2 separate regions of the Mus musculus genome follow, and region 2 is linked to region 1. A link is a contact called in public promoter capture Hi-C data. All regions are on one chromosome and are shown on one strand. Each heading gives the region's core, a stretch centred on a gene start, on an enhancer-like site or on the middle of the called end of the contact. The rest is flanking DNA. Distances are from core to core; before and after follow the strand shown. Region 1 overlaps Anks1b (ankyrin repeat and sterile alpha motif domain containing 1B). Region 2 holds the start of Slc25a3 (solute carrier family 25 (mitochondrial carrier, phosphate carrier), member 3).

Region 1 (2,700 bases), core at 153-2,652:
ATTTGACCATGCTTCTTTTCACTTAAAATGAAGGAAAAGAAAAAAGGAGTCAGACTTTCAAGTGATCTATGTTGATGCTTACCAACACCTCTTAGTTGCTCCCGGTTGGTGTTTTCAAGGGCAGGTGGATTCTGCGTCTGGTGTTCTGTATGGAACCTGTCCTTGTGCCTGTTTCCGGTAGGGTGGGAAGAGAACAGCTGTCACCTGTCCTGCCTGCTCTGAGAACTCAGCACTGTGTTTGGCACCATGGGGATTTTCCCACAGTGCTTTGCAGGAAAACATCTGACATTTCATGATGATACTTAAACATAAGCTCGACGCGAGCTGGAGGAAGTAATGCGAAACTGGAAAACAGATTAAGAATTTGAAGTGGTCTCTTAAGCCGGGGTGACCCGGGGTGGTTTAAAAGTCCGCTTTATTGACTATTGTACCCTAAAGTGTAAGAGGAGGTTTTCTGACAAGGATTAAGAGAGGAGTTCTGTAAACCTGAATCATGTTTTTCAGAGGTTACTGAAGATCACACTGAGAACAGCTGCTGGGAATGTTAAACACAACCGTGGAGCTTTGAATGGAAGAAAAGCTTCACAAAAGAAAAATATATCATTTTACTGGAAACTTGTGCCTTTGGTGGTGAAGGGACTTGTCAAAGCAGCGATGAGAAAATGGCAGCGCGCATGCCATCCGAACACAGGGACATCAATTAATATGGTTTCTTAATCATAAAAAAAATAAGGTTAAAATATAGATGTAGGCTTCACATGCATCTATGTAAAAAGGAGGCAAGGAACGATCTTCATGGGCTCAGATGAATGGCTACCAACAATAATCCATCCCATGTAATCTAGGATGAATATTAAAACCACAGCCCCAGACACATTTTCCTACTCCCCTTCCTCCCCCAGCCCCCCTCCTCCAGCCCCCCTCCCCCGGCCCCCCCTTTTTAAACCTTTGCAACAAGAAAGATGGAGCCAGCCTTCCTGGTGCCGCCTGCTTTCTGGTTGGAAGAACACCAGACCCACCTAGTGGACATTTCAATTACTGCACACAACTTTTACCTTCGGCCACCGCTGCTGAATTACAGCGCTGACAGAAGCCTTGAAGTGAGATCATTGGTTGCGGTCTCCTTGTGGGTCATAGCAGAAATAGTAATAGTTAATCTCCAACAGATAAAGCTGTCTCTGGCTCCTGAAGGGAAGCCCGTGTCTGCCAACCCCCCGCCACCCCCCCAAAGCCCCCAGCATACTGCTGCAAGCGGAAGGAAGCACCAACAGTCAGTTGGCTGCAGAGACAAGACACCCGATAGGCATCTGGAAGCTTTCAATTTTCCAGGAAAGTCAACGAGCAAGGTGAACAGCTTGGCAGCTGTATCCACCGCGGAGCCCAGCCTTTTGGTGAGCAGGGTGAACTCCACAGAGCACAGCTGACGAATTACACTGTGACCTTTGCGCGAATCCCTGGGCACATAAACTGGGTTTACATTCAATTTCACTTTTTGGAACAGAGTAGCTCATGTGGCTACATTGTACCCAGTGTCCTGTCACTGAGCCAGCTCGGCCTCTGTATCTTGGTAGTCATGGCAGATGTTACATATATTAGACTGTAATTTGGGTCGGAGAAATAAGTGTTCTGGGAGAAAGGACTTTGGTGAAATACAAAAGGTTACAAAGTACAACGTTTTAGCAAATTCGGCTGCTAGGTCAAAGGTGACATCCTTCTACACATGATTTATTTATTATTAGGCATCAGAAGAAAAGGCCGGACATAAGGGGTGCAGAGAGATGTTTCTGTCCTGACTTGTGGGTAGTTGAAATAGTTGGCAGATGGTGGCTTCAGGCTAGGAGTGTGCTCTGTGGCTAGCACTGCCTGGGAAGGGCACATGGATGGACCTGGCGGTCTGTCATTAGAAGCATGTGATGTGCAAACTGTTGCTCCCGAGTTTACTAACAGTTCCTGCTCTTCCATCCCACCCTTCCTCTTCCACATCAATCTCATTGTCTGCCCCCTACTCCCCATGTTTCTCATTAGTACTTCCATCTTCAGCTCATCTCGTCCATCTTCAACATCCTCAACAGCTTCCTTCTTCCGTTTCCTCTTTCTTTCCTCTTTGTCCCTCCTTCCTCCTTCCCTCCCTCCCTTCCTCCTCCTCCTCTTCCTCTTCCTCTTCCTCCTCCTCCTCTTCCATGTCTATGGCTGCATCTGACATGGTAGGGCAGCCAGTGAGAAAGAAATCCAGACTCTAGCTAGAAAGCTGCTGTAGTCCACTGCAGAGGAGGAGTCAGGCACAAAGGTGGCTGCAGCCAGCACAGAGCAAGACTCAGGAACAATGAGCGATCACTCTTTGGAGCAAGTGGTAGGGCCAAAGGGCTTCTTTAAAATAATATTTAGTGTTATCATAGCATATGTTTTAATTAGGGTTTCCAATGCTGTGAGGAGACACCATGACCAAGGCAACTCTTATAAGGGACAACATTTAATTGGCGCTGGCTTACAGGTTCAGAGGTTCAGTCCATTATCATCAAGGCGGGAGAATAGCAGCTTCCAGGCAGGTATGGCACTGGAGAAGGAGCTGAAAGCTCTATGTCTTCAATCCAAAAGAAGCCAGGAGCAGACTGTCTCCATGTGGCTAGGAAGAGGGTCTCAAAAGCCTACCCCTACAGTGACACACTTCCTCCAACAAGGCCACACTTCCTAATAGTGCCA
Region 2 (2,700 bases), core at 90-2,589, 400 kb before region 1:
TGGCTAATTTAAACCTCTTCAGTTTTTTATGAAAAATGTTTTATAAATTTCATCTTTAAAGGTTTTTTAAAAAATGGTGGTGGTGGTGGTGGTGGTGGTGGTGGTGGTCTGTGTGTGTGTGTGTGTGTGTGCATGAGTGCAGGTGCCTATAGAGGCCAGAAGATGGTGTCAGATCCCCTGGAGCTAGAATCAAGGTGGGTACTAGGAATCAAGTACCAGACCTCTGAAAGATGTTTTGTAAACATTTTTTTTTTTTTTACATCTTCTTGATGTTTCATAAACTCTAAAAGTATTTCTTCTATCCAGGACCAATTACATAATTTGAAGGACCTAGGGCAAAATGAATGAAAATGTCTTTTGTTTGTAAATGTTAAGAATTTTTAAAGGACACAGCAGAGCACTGACTGCAGAGGTAGACTTAGTATAACTACAATAGTCAATACAGGAGCCAGCTCTAGTGGTGTCTTGGGTTAGATAAAAAGGCTTAATAAAGATGAGATAAACGTCCCAGGAAAATGTTAAACGCAAGAATTACAACAGGTTTGATTGCTTCTAAACTCTCCCTCGTGGAACTTGGCCCCCGCTTGTTGACATCAGAGTGATGATGATCTTGTAAATGTCTGAAGTACACACAGTCCTGTCTTACACGCACACAGTTCATCGGTTACTTTCATGTCAGCGCATGCCTGTGCCTCCAGGAACGAAGCCTTGACTGACTGTTCTCAGGGGCCATGGACATTCTGTGAGGCAGAAGCAGTTTTATGTATTGTATGAGTTCTTCCTGTATATCCTTTCCACCAGAACTTGGTGGAAAATTTAGACATGCCTATGTCAAAAGTCAGTGTGATGGAATTTTTTTCTGAAAAGTCCGATGATGGCAGGAATTCCGATCAAAGATCTTGTAGTGATATCCTAGCTTCCATACCTGAATAACGTATCACTTAAGCATTCATGTCTTTAAAAGTTTATGCCCGCAATCACTTAAAGACATGTAAAAATTCCTGGCGCCAAGGAGAAAACACCGGAAGGTGAAGGGACAGAGTGAGTAGGTCACCTGCCCGTCCAAGGCCAAGACTACACTTTAAAAAAAAAAGGGGAGTGGGGGAGGAGGGCGCTTTGGATCTGCGCCTGCGCAGTAGGAATCCTCCTGCGCACTAGCAGGGCCGGAAGGGCTGGGGTTGGACGTGGGCGGGGATAGGGTTGCTAGGAGGACGCGATGACGTCCAGGTTCTGCGCTCCTCTCCGCAAATGAGAGGCGCGTGGCGCAGTGACGCTCTGCGTGCGTCACGGTGACGCCGCGCGAAGGGCACGGATCTTCGGGCCGGGAGGACATTCGGCCTCTGTGAGCCGCAACCTTGCCCAGCGAGCGGTTGGGTGTTCGCCATCTTAGGCAAGTGAGCGCGACCGGGCCTCGCCGCGGCGCGGAGCCTTGAGTCCCTTGTGGCCGCCGCCTTGGCCGTGGGCCCGGCCGGGCTTGGCGTCCCTGGGGAAGAAGCTGTGACCTCCTCAAGGGCGCAGAGCCGGGCATGTCTCGCGGGGCTCCGGTGACATTGCCCGGCGCCGGGTCTCTCTCACCTCCGCCCTCTGTCTCCCCCGCAGGAGGATGTTCTCGTCCGTAGCGCACCTGGCGCGGGCGAACCCCTTCAACGCGCCACACCTGCAGCTGGTGCACGATGGCCTGTCGGGTCCCCGCAGTCCCCCAGCTCCGCCCCGGCGTTCCCGCCACCTGGCCGCCGCCGCCGTGGAAGGTGAGGTCGCACCCTGCCCTGTGGGAGCGCTGGTTACATGCTGCCCCCCTGCTCTGCCTCCCGAGTCCTGGGCAGGAACTGGAGGTCGGGGAAGGACGCTTCAGCCCTGGACCCGAGGACCGGTCTCTCGCTGACCCTGGGATGGCAACTCTGACACCCTAGGCCGCTGTCGGATCCTTGGCCCTCCCTCAAGGGCGTGGAAGGGCCCAGGCCCAGCGCCACTCAGTGACCTCCGTGTCCCGAAGGGAGTAGAGGCAGAGAGGTGGTAACCAACTTCTTTATCTTCCCCCGTGAGCCCGCTTGGTCAGCCAAGTATACTGGGTAAAATCTCTTTTTAACCACTAGCCAGACACAGTTGCAACTCCATAACGTTTATTTGACTTGCCTTTTTAAAAATTACCTGGAAAACTCTCCTTTGATCTCCTTTCCCAAGTTTTATCTTTTCATTTAATTGTATATGAGGTAATGGGGTTGGGAATCTCTTCCTTTTGTGCTACTGGTTGGTGAAGGAGGTGACTTGCAGATTATATGAGGTGTGCATTCCTTTGAGTTTATGTTTTTGGGATTTGAGCTGGGTGACTCAATAACTGTATGTTTTAAATCCTAGTGGAACATAAGTACAAGAGAAACCCGAAAGCTGAATTATAGGCCTCAAGAGAAACGTTACCTACATTGTGTGTGTAAAACAGAAGTCCCCACCCACACCCCAGTCATTCATGTGCTTCATGCGTCTTAAACGTGATTAGAAAACTCCTTTTCACTATCTCCTATCGTTTTCCTCTGATTTCAAAAGCTAAAGCAAATCTTTGTATGTTTTTGACTGCAGGAACTAGGTATGACTTACTTAGTTCATAAGTGAGTAGTTGGTTAATAGCTGGAGCAAACGTTAAAGTTAGCAAGCTTTGCACATGTTAAGTGCTCTTTTTGATTTTGGGCTGTCCTTGGAGGGTGC

Evidence for each region. Promoter capture Hi-C pulls out the DNA fragments that hold promoters and counts their contacts.
Region 2: a promoter capture Hi-C map of liver shows a contact between it and region 1, with 4 times the contacts expected there. The contact joins the promoter of Slc25a3 here to the enhancer-like site in region 1. A contact is called at or near these places in 21 of 39 promoter capture datasets (the 3T3-L1 cell line, 3T3-L1-derived adipocytes, the C10 cell line and 11 more), 2 of 15 datasets of contacts at CTCF or cohesin (large pre-B cells and pro-B cells), 30 of 484 Hi-C or Micro-C datasets (the AML12 cell line, B cells, CD4 T cells and 21 more), 21 of 115 datasets of contacts at active chromatin or transcription factors (the 230-238 cell line, astrocytes, craniofacial prominence and 11 more) and 2 of 9 other capture datasets (adipose tissue and embryonic stem cells).

What each region holds. Positions count from the first base shown.
Region 1 is chr10:90,727,268-90,729,967 of GRCm38.p6, reverse strand. All of the region lies in intron 17 of Anks1b (ankyrin repeat and sterile alpha motif domain containing 1B), which reads right to left. Among named protein-coding and RNA genes, the nearest start is that of Apaf1, 350 kb to the left of the region's middle. Within about 2 kb of position 1,402, at least 33 of the 459 cell types and tissues checked have an H3K27ac peak or open chromatin away from gene starts, as enhancers often do. A contact at or near this core is called in cerebral cortex, liver and pro-B cells, where this site is marked.
Region 2 is chr10:91,122,606-91,125,305 of GRCm38.p6, reverse strand. Slc25a3 (solute carrier family 25 (mitochondrial carrier, phosphate carrier), member 3) reads left to right here and starts at 1,339. Exons shown (of 8, transcript NM_133668.4): 1 at 1,339-1,390; 2 at 1,600-1,748. The coding sequence starts at 1,604.